Linked DNA regions of Bos taurus: region 1 is linked to region 2. A link is a contact called in public Hi-C data. All regions are on one chromosome and are shown on one strand. The core of a region is the stretch at or near the end of the contact, and the rest is flanking DNA. Distances in the headings are between cores, read along the strand shown. Region 1 has its middle 31 kb from the start of ZFP36L1. Region 2 overlaps RAD51B (RAD51 paralog B).

The links. Hi-C and Micro-C count contacts between places; a contact is called where the count stands out from the background.
Region 1: a contact with region 2 is called in a Hi-C map of liver, with 3 times the contacts expected there. The contact joins two enhancer-like sites. A contact is called at or near these places in 2 of 11 Hi-C or Micro-C datasets (liver and skeletal muscle).

The regions. Positions count from the first base shown.
Region 1 is chr10:80,648,170-80,653,624 of ARS-UCD2.0, forward strand. No RefSeq gene overlaps it. Among named protein-coding and RNA genes, the nearest start is that of ZFP36L1, 31 kb to the left of the region's middle. Within about 2 kb of position 1,327, at least 4 of the 102 cell types and tissues checked have an H3K27ac peak or open chromatin away from gene starts, as enhancers often do. A contact at or near this core is called in liver, where this site is marked.
Region 2 is chr10:79,759,800-79,765,250 of ARS-UCD2.0, forward strand. The region is part of intron 7 of RAD51B (RAD51 paralog B); the gene reads left to right. Among named protein-coding and RNA genes, the nearest start is that of RAD51B, 93 kb to the left of the region's middle. Within about 2 kb of position 4,027, at least 10 of the 102 cell types and tissues checked have an H3K27ac peak or open chromatin away from gene starts, as enhancers often do. A contact at or near this core is called in liver, where this site is marked.

The DNA of each region.
Region 1 (5,455 bases), core at 77-2,576, 890 kb after region 2:
CACAGCCGCGTTCCCTGGGCTCTGGTTAAAGCACCCTAATTAATTCCGAATCCAATCTTTATGCCCACTGTGGGAGGAAGAGGGTCCCCATTTTACAGATGAGGAGACTGAGGCTCGGAGATTTGACAAATGTTCCCATTGCCACGTGGCCTGGAAACAGTACAGTCAGGATTCACATCTGGTCTCTCTGACCCCAAAAGCTTTGCCCTCGGTCACTTAGAGCTTCCCTAATGGCTGGGTTCAGTGCCAAGACCGGCAACTGAGCTGTTCAGACTCCCTCTGGATGAGAGGGTGAGAGGACCAGGGAGTGGACAAGTGGGCAGTGGGCAGTGGGCAGCATGAGTGAGGGCAGAAGTATCTCCACTTCCACAGCCACCGAGCCATTGAGCAAGTGGACAGGTAGGCAAGTAGACTAAGATCCAAATAGTAGGACAGCTAAAGGGCTCAGAAGGGAAAAGCAACCACTGCTCCATCGAATGGCCTCTGGAGGACAAGAAGGACCGAGGTTTCTGGGAAGCTGGGTGGCCCATCTAGTGCTAGCTAACCGTGAAGAATACCCTGTAGACCTCCCTCCTGAGACAGCAAGTCTCCAGAACAAGGGGCCCTGCCCGCCAGGTACACACGCTCCATGACCAAGTACCGGGCCGGCCTGGTCAGTCATCGACCGGCCATTGCTTGATTGCGTAAGAGGACCCCAGGCCAGGCGTTGCCGTGCCAACCCCTGCTGGGAGGAAAAGAGGAACAAGAGATCCATTGGCCCTTCCCGAGGTGGAGGTGGGGGTGGTGGCCGAGAGGGCCTTGCTGCTGCCTCCTGCAGGGAGGTAGGCCTGGCCAGGACAGCAGCTCTGCCCTGCAGCCACCGGGCCCCGGGGTCAGTGCCCAGGCCTGTTTGCCAAAGGGATTGGGTACAAGCTGGCATGGAAGTAGCTCACCAAGGGGTCATTGCCAAGGGCTGGGGGAGTAGGGGATGGGGGGAGATCTGAGGTCCAAGGAGGTAACAGGGCTATGAAGGGTGGGGTCAGGGTGCACAGAAAACGGTTCAACAGCTTGCTTCCCTCCCCTGTGCCCACCCGCCTGTGTGAACCCCCTGAGCCAAGGAAATCTTTAAGGGGACAGAAACCAGTACTGCCCTCCTTGGCCTTTCTATGCGGGGTTCCTTGGTCTTCTTAGCCCCTTATCCCCAAATGAGGACCTTCTGAAATTATACTCCATTGGAAAATGCCACAGAGGTCAGTTTGGACCCTGAGCTGGACAGCAGTGAGAGGCAGGGTTAGGGGCAGGGAACGGCCCAGCCTCAACACAAGCCCTGAAGAGGAGGTGTGTGCCCCCTGGTGGCTCTGTGTGGAACAGACGTGTGGAACCACACTCCCCAGACAGGACTTGTAGGAGAGCAGCCTCCACGCAGCCTCCTACAGGCTCTCAGTTCAGGAGCATCTAAATAACCCATAAATTCTTAACGGGAGTGGGGGGAGGTGATACAATTTACACAAAAGGTCATTGTGAGGATTGCACAATATGGGCAGTCCTCTCAGCGTGACATTCTGCAAATAATAATAATGACACAGTGACTCGGGAGGTAGGTGTTTGTTTCCAGTTTTCATGAAATGGGGGCTTGCTCAGAAACACTCAAAGAGTAACTGGCAGAACCCAGATTTGAACCTAGGTGGGATGCCAAGCTTGTACCGTGTTTTAGGCACTATAACCACTCAGATCTTAACAAGAGACCGTTTCCAGCCAATGGGTAGCTTTTTCTCTCCTGTCTCCTGCTTCCAAGAGACTGCACTAATGGGGAGAAGACAGAGAAATGACCCTTCCTCTTCGCATGTTCAAAGGATCAGTGTTAAATCTTTGTGTGTCCCGCACTTTACAAAGGACTTTCCCTGTGTTACCTCACTTGCACTTCACACCAGCCCCGTGAGGGAGGGGGCTGTGGCCCTCTACAACATGCAACCCTAAAGTCGGTGGTTCACATAACTTCCAGCCCTGCACCCACATAAGCCCCACCTGGGGCCAAATCCAATACCCAATATTCCTGTAAAAATCCACTCACAGAAAATATTTGCAAAACATATGTGACGAGGGACCAGTATTCAGGATATAGAAAGAACGCATATAACTCAGTAGTAAAAGGACAACCCCACCTAAAGATAGACAGAAGATTTGAACAAACACTTCTCAAAAGAAGACATGTGAATGGCCAGGCCAATAAGCACATAAAAGAAGATAATCAACATCATTAGTCATCATTAGGAAGTATAAAATAACACATTATACACCCACCACCATGGTGGAAATTGAAAAGCCTGACAAAGCCACATGCTAATGAGACTGTTAACGGGAACACTCATACACTGTTGGTAAATGTATAAAGTTGTACAACCACTCTGGAAAAAAGTCTAGTGATTTCTCATAAAAATGAAACCTATACCTCTTCCATGACCCAGCAATTACGCTTCTTAGGTATTTACCCAAGAGAAATGAGGATATATGTTCACAAAAAAGACTCATAGGGGAATGTTCCTAGTAGCCTTATTCATAATAACCAAAAACCCAGAAACAGGCCAGCAGATGTACAGACCGTGGTATACCTACATGAGAGTACACTCCTCAGCAACACACGGGGACGAATTTCTGAAACGCACGGCATAAAATCAAAATCATTATGTGAGTGACAAAAGTATTACACAGGATAACCTATTGTCTGATCCTATTTATATGGAGTTCTAAAACTGGCAGAGTAATCGATGGTGGGAAAATAATCACAATGGCAGTTGCCTCTAGGGGCTAGGGTAGGGATTGCCTGGGGAGAGAACTTTCTAGTTGCCAGTAATGCTTTATATCTTGATTGGAGTCTCGTTTCATTATTAGATGCATTTATTGAAAATTCAAAAAGACAGTTGTTGTGAACATTTCATGGTATGTAATTTTTTTTTTTTTTTTTTTTGCTTTCCTGATGGCTCAGCAGTACGGAATCTGCCTGCAAATACAGGAGATACGGGTTCGATCCCTGGGTCGGGAAGATCCCCTGGAGGAGGGCTTGGCAAGCCACTCCAGTATTGCTGCCTGGAGAATCTCATGGACAGAGAAGCCTGGCAGGCTACAGTCCATGGGATCGCAAAGAGTCGGACATGACTTACTGACTAAACAACAATGACAACAAACCTTCTTTTACCCCAAAGGAAAAAAAATTATAAACAAATACTGAATTCTAGTTAACAACTTGCACATGGAAACACTGAGGAGGAAGTGTGCCCAACCCATCTCTCCAGCCCTCCTTCCACTTGCCCCACCAACCACTGCTGACAGCTGGGCTTCTCCAGCACCAGCAAGCAAGCAGATCACCAGGACAGCCTCATAAGAAGTTCCTTCTGAGTGAGTGCACCTGGGCTGGGGCCCAAGCATCTGCATCTCTGACAAGCTCCAGGTGATGATGCTGCCAGTCCTCGGACCACACTTTGAGTAGCAAAGACTTTGAATGTTACCTTCTGACAAAGATAATTCCTATATCGGGATCCACCAAATGAAGGTCACCCCAGTGGCCTGGCCCACATCCCAAATCTAAACAAACCTCAGTCGGGCCTCAGTTATTGACACACCTTACTGAGGAAAACTAACATGCACGGGTGGCAATCCTCTAAGATAGCTGGAGCTAGCTTACCTGGCCCTAGAAGAGAGGATCCGCTGGCCTTATAAGGAAACCCTCACCTCATAGCCAGTCATGCTCGGTATCCTTGTTACTGCTTCTAATGCTTGATGAAACCCTTGCCCCAGAATCCTCAGGAAGGGTGCTCCACCCCTTGTGAGGCCATATACTCCCCCAACCCATGGAGTGTCTTCCCTTGAATAAAGGACACTAAAGCTCATTAGGAAATTGTTTTATTTCATCACCTGACACTTCCTGCCTCTTCTCTTTGGCTCCCACTGCTCCCCTCCTGCTTGCCTTGCCTTGACCACCCTGTGATTGGCTCTCTGAGTGCCCATCCATTTTCCACCTTTCCCCACCTTCCTCTTCCAGTGGGTGACAACTCCTACTAATGATGATGATGACTGATAGCAACGACAACCATCTGTGACACTAGGCGCTTGGACTGTGCTGCATACTTTACAAGCATCGCTTTGTGATTAATCCTTTTAACAGCCCTATGAAGTTGATACTAATACTGTTCCCATTTTACAGATGAGGAAACTGAGGTACAGAGAGGTTACACATTTGCCCGAGGTCGCAAAGTCTTGGTCACCTGTATGTTTCCTCTGGCTCCAATTACTACCAGCCTCATGGTAACGACTGTTGTGTCTGCATGTGCACACTCACACACCTGTTTTCTCTCTGCACTGACATCATGTTGTCTTTGAAAGTAGGGACAATAATGCTGTCTCTCTCCCTCCTCCCCAGCCCCTCACCCTCATCAGCATGCAGGCATGCTAAGCCGCTTCAGTCGTGCCTGACTCTTTGCTACCCTATGGACTGTAGCCCACCAGGCTCCTCTGTCCATGAGATTCTCCAGGAAGCAATACTGGAGTGGCTTGCCAAGCCCTCCTCCAGGGGACCTTCCCAACCCAGGGGTCAAACCCACCTCTCTTACATCACCTGCATCGGCAGGCGGGTTCTTTACCTCTAGAGCCTTTGCCACATCAGGGTCTCTTGTTCAAAATGGAACACGACGCAAGTCTCAGCCCACCTGTCATGGGGGCCACAGATGCCCCACTAGTCCTCCCACAGGGTGCTGGCATGGGCGCCCCCAGCTTGGAGCTCCCCAGCTGAGTGGGCCTCCCAGGCAACCCCTTCCGGTTCAGCCCATCTCTGCTCCTAGCTCCTTTCAGTCTTCCCTCCCATCCCAGGGTGTCCAGAGCCTAAAGCAGCCAACCTGGGCCCCGCTCCACCTGCCCTCTGAAGGGGACCCCACGAAAGTCTCCTTTGCTCCCACCCCACACACTACCCCCTGCACCACATGCTCTGTGAGAGCAGGGAGGGACCAGGCCCCTCCATGGTAGAAGGGTCTCCCGGGCTGGCCTGAGATCGGAGCAGAGCTCAGGTTGGAGGTCCCCGCCCCCTCGAGTAACCTTGCCGGCTGCTCGGTGTCTCCATCACCTTCCAGCCTAGACCGGAGGCATCTCCCACGTGGAGCCCTAACCATGTCCCGCAGTTCCCAGCCCTCCCCAGCACCCCCTCCATCCTCCCGCAAGGCCCTGCTTGGTTTCTCTCCTCCCCGCTAAGACCGAGGAGGGAGGAGATTTTACTTCCCCAGACAAGCTCAGCAATGCCGTGTCTCCTCCTAAGAGGTTAAGGCTAATTGCTCTTCCCAGAAGAAAAGCCTCCGAGGTTTTCCTTGTGGTGAGGTAGGAGGTTGGAAAATTACATGTTCGAGGCAACATCGGGTGACTATATTAAGTCCAGTTCACAGTCGGACGGCTACTGGGCAGCACAAGCTCCATCTGCTGGCCCAAAGCAGAATAC
Region 2 (5,451 bases), core at 2,777-5,276:
CCAGTATTCCCTCCTCAGCTGTAGCACACTGCTGCCATTGCCTGTTTACAAGGCATTCTGTGTGTCTCCATAGTGGTGAGTTCTTTTATGGTAGACTATGTGTCTAATTTAACTCATTTATGTAATCCCAATGTTTGGCAGGTGTGAGTGCTCAACAAATTTTGGTTGAAAGGGTGAGTAAATCGTATTCGGTAGTGAACTTGGTAAACAATAGATTCCTAATAGGGCTCCCTTCTACAAGAGGTGTTTTTTGAATATGCCAGAAAGCCCTTTCTTTAACACTTTTCATATGCATGAGTGTGTAGACTTGAAGTATAAGATTAGAGTACACTTTCAGAGATAACCAAATGATGCACCCTTCATCAGATAGAGATGGATTTGTCAATCCAACTCAAATTTTAATGTTGGATTCTGTTGCTTCACCATAGGTAAATAGCCCAGCTGTAGTTCTCTATATTTCTAATATAATAGGGACTGATGGCACCTATTATTAATATTTCAGGCTCTATGGCCTGCTGAGGACTTTGTCTTACAAAGATGTGCATTGAAGTTGTCAAGGTTGAGTTGAGGAGTAAAAGACAGGAAGACAGATTTCACAGTGGGTGAATTCTAGTCCCCCAGAAGTCAGTGACAGTAGATCAACATCTACTGAATGCGAGAGCTTTACTATTCAATAATGCACATCATGAAATAGATGTATCATTATAGGCCTCAAAAATGCTTGTTGTTTTATAAAGAACACATTACAGAAAGCCTTCAAATAACACATTTTTTAAAACAGCTTTATTGAGATATAATTCACATATCATACAACTCACCCTTTTAAAGTAGATAAGACTGTTTTGTTTTTTTTTTAGCATATTCACAAATTTGTGCAACTGTCACCACTATCTAATGCCAAAACATTTTCATCACCCCCCCAAAGAAACCCATTCCTAGTTAATAGTCACTCTCTGTGACTGTGAGAAGAGAATAATTATTTCCCTCTTTTGTGGTTCAGGCAGTGTATGCTTTTAGAGATACAGCTAAAAACAAAAAGCAACAAAGGGCCAACTGGTTCCAGCAGGGATGGCAGTAGTTCAGCTCTAGTCAAATCATTATCAGAGCAATATCCTCACAGTTGATCAATATCATAGTGCTGCAAGCTGTTATCTTTCTTTGACTGTGGGTTCAGTGAGAGTTGCCCTTGGGCTACCAAACACCTAATTTAGATGATGAAGGGGAGATATGAGGAGAAAATATAATGTCTGTGTCAAGGTTTTCTACTAGCCATGGGCGAGTGAACTGCTCTGATGAACATGGACATGGAGTGACACAGTGAGGTGGTTGTGACCACTTGCACATCTTTTTGGCGGAGTCTCATCCTGTGGTCAAGAACAGTCTTGGTGCCCTCACCACACCTTTAGCTTGATATCAAAGTGTAGTGGTAACAGTGAAGATGGTTTAAACTCAACTGAGACAAATTAAGAAATGGTCATATGTAGCAAGTGATAGGTACAGATGAGTGATTTTTTTTTCTTCTTTTTTTCATGGAGTGTTTGAAAAAGAATACTAAGAGTCTTCTGGGAATGATGTTCAATGTCCCGAAACTTTTTCCTGGAATGACCTATCAAAACTGTTATGGATTCTTGACCAAGACTTCTCAGCTGTATTAATGTGAAAAGGTTTGGGTTTGGTAAAGTAGCCTGGCATATGCTGCAGTACTTAAAATTTTTTTTTTTAATTTTATTTTTTTTTTAATAATAGCACTAATTCCAGATTATAGGTGCACTTGTGTGAACAGTTCCCTAAACTTTTCTTTCTAAAGTGTAAATTGTTAAGTCTTTCGGAATAACAGTACAGTTGTCTCTTTAGAAAGATCCTTTAGATTGATGTCTTATGACTGGCCTAAGTTCTTCTGGCACATTCTCTCCTGACTCCTTTTTATACCCAGAGAGATATTTCTTTCTTCTTAATCTATGCTTTGTTCAGAATAAAGAAATGTCGGAGAAGTTCTCTAACATACTTTTAGGAGAGATTGCACAATAAAATTTTGAATCCAGAATGGCATAAACTGTCTACTTTTGCTGTTCTTGGCTGATGGACAAATTTGTAATCAACCGTTTTGCATAATGGTCATGTAATTGAAGTTGTAGGTTTATCCTTAAGAACACAGCCTCAAAGACACTTGTGTTCAGTTGGTAATGTTTAAGGTGATTGTGAAACTCTTTGCTGTCAAATAGTGGGGACTTCTCTATCAGTTTGGTTTGCTTTGTAGACAATGCTGTTTTTAAGTAAAAAACAGTTGACACCTCCATGTCTTATTGGCATGTCTGGTTAAGTGTAGCTCAAATATATATTAAACTTTTGTGTGTGATAATGTGCTCTCCAAGTAAGGAGTCATCACTGTATGACTCTAGTAGATGAATTGTCTCATTTGATAATTTCAGTACCACCTAAGATTTTATCTAGTGTGTGATGAGGTCATATAGTGACTGTTATTATATATTGATTCAGAGTCTAGGAAGATAACTGATGAACTTGGTCCTTGGTTCCTAGAGGTCTGTCATAGGAGAAAGGCAATGATTAAAGAAGCAATCTTTATTGTTGCTGACCAGCTCTACTGTGGAACATTTAAGACATTGGGGCTCTGATGTGAAAGGTGAATTGAAAAATAAGTATTTAGCACTTATTCTATGCCCATAACTTTGTTAGGTACTGGTAAGTTAGAGACATAATTTCTGATCATGAGGTACTTAAATTTGGGGGAAGATAGGCAAAAAGATACTTCTTTTAAAAAAAAAAATACATTGAGGTAATGGCTTCCCTGGTGGCTTAGATGGTTAAGAATCTCCTTACCATGCAGGAGACCCCAGTTAGAACTCTGGGTCAGAAAGATCCCTTGGAAAACGGAATGACTACCCACTCTGGTATTCTTGCCTGGAGAATTCCATGTACAGAGGAGCCTGGTGAGCTACACAGTTCATGGGGTTGTAAAGAGCTGGACACGACTGAGTGACTAACACTTGAAGGACTTTACTTTTTCTTCCCTCCCCATTGTGGAAGCATGCACAAAGAGGGATTAGCAAATACATCAGAACACGCCATCAGTTGTAGTAAAAATTATTTTATAAGAGGCAAGAATAAAATAAATGCATTACTCAGAATATTGATGATCTTCGGGAGGGAGACAGAAGAATGGAATTCAAGAAGGGCCGATGTGTAACTTCACTGGGATTGGGAATATTCTGATTCATAAATTGGGTGATGGGTTCATGAGTATATATTTTATCATTATGGTTCAGTAACCTACATAGTATACATATTCTTTTATATCTATTAAATGGTATATAAGTTTAAAAAAATCAAGATATTTTAGTAAACATTTCCCAATCTTAATTCATTAGAAGCATTTACCTAGGATAAAATGGAAGACTGAACTCAGCCAGACTTTCTCTGAACAGTATCTATTCATCCACTCATCCTTTTTTTTTTTTACTTTTAGTTTTTGAAATATAATAAAAATAATGTAGATTTTTTTCATATGACCTGAATGCCCTATTTCTGTGCTCCCTAAGGTTCCATGGACTCTGTGTAGAACCCAGTTTATAAGTCAAAAGGATTCTGTCTGGACTGGCTGGCTAGACATTTAAGTATTCATTACCTCTGTGCATGTGTGTGTACGTGTGTGTGTATATTTAATGATGTTTGTGCATGACTTAGCTAGGGATTTTGAAGTATTTGTAGGGTTTTCCTATTTGCTGGGTGGCTTTAGAATTGAGAGCCATCAGTAGAAAGAAAACAAAGAAAAATACTATTTCTTCTTTCATCTGTGTCCTGTATCATACAAGTGTTGGCTGAAAATAGCACCAATTTTCTGGGAAAGGTCATGCCTGAGACTTTTCTCACCCTTTACCCCTACTCTCCAATTCATGTTTCCTTCTTACAACGTGGTCATGCGCTTGCCCAAGTCGGGCTTATGAACCGTGTCGAATATTTGTGCAGTTTTGTTTTTTAAGCCCTGCACTGTGCACATGATGCAGTATTTAATTTGGAATGGACCCTGAGTTTAGTCACACGTGCTTCTTGTGGTGTTTATCTTGGAATCCACAAGTAGGAGGGAGGTATTTTTGCATTTTATACATCTGGACATTGTTCATGATCCTCTTGTGACTTGGGAATTCTGTGTGGGGCAAAATCCAAAGAACAGCATTAAAAATAACACGGAGCTATTATGACATCTGAGTAAAAATCCTTGAGAATGCCCTTCTAATCCCAGCAGAGTTTGATCTTGACAGTGCATGTATGTGTTAGTCACTCAGTCGTGTCGGACCCTTTGCAACCCCATGAACTGTAGCCCTTCAGGCTCCTCTGTCCATGGGCTTTCCCAGGCAAGAATACTGAAGTGGTTTGCCATTCCCTTCACCAGGGGATCTTCCTGACCCAAGGATTGAACCCAGGTCATTTGCATTGCAGGCAGATTCTTTACCGTTTGAGCCACCTGGGAAGCCCTTGATTTTGAGAATGAACTTTTTCAATTGTGCACTTCACTGTTGGCCTGAGTAGATTGCTGGGGTTATGTTTACCTGACACCTTTGCGTGGAGGCTAATGCACTACCAGGCTTTCTGAAAGTCTACTGCACAGTCAGCCTTTTGGGAGGGGAAGATTCTGCCTTGATGGTGCATGGGGTAAGACAGATGAAGTAAATTCTGCTTACTGCTGCAGTGTCTCTGCCATTCTCTTACTCCATGGGCATCTTAAAATGATGATGACCTGTGAGCATCTTTCTAGTCATTCCCTTGATCTTGCCTCATTCCATGTAGTTTAGAGCTAAAGGTTGATCTGACACCACCTTGGGCTGTGTTAAGACTAGGGATGGGAGTCGGGGGAGGGTGTTGGGTGATGGGTGGGGGAGGCAGGGAGGTGCATCCGGTGAACTTATCCTTTCCTTGATTATACATGGGAAGTCGTTTTCAACAGAATTGGACAGATATAGTACATCGCCTCCTCCTTTTGGCTAGGGTTCTGCTAGGATGGCAAAAGTGAGAAGGGATGTATAGAAGCCTTGCTGCTCTTTGAGTGAGTTTGCGTACGGACAGTATTGCTTTTTGGCTCCAATCTAGTTTTCTTTCATTCCCATGTCTCATCTTTTATGCAGCTGCAGAGAGCAGGCTTGGAAAGTGGAATGAAAGCTTCAAACAAATTTGCTCTTGAATACAAGAAAAGAGTGATTTCTCTGGGTCAGAGTACAGATTCAACTGAGGAGGAAGCTATTTGCCTTATCACTTTCTGAGTGAGGGCTGTTAACTTTTTTCCCTTCAAATGTAATAAAAAGGGGAAAAAGCTGATAAGGTAGTTGGATCTGCTAGTTATAATTTATATAGAATTTTCAAATGTACTTAATAAGGTTTATCATATGATTATAAAAGAAGTAAATACTTGGAGGGCAAAGGTCAGCCTTTGCTTGAGGT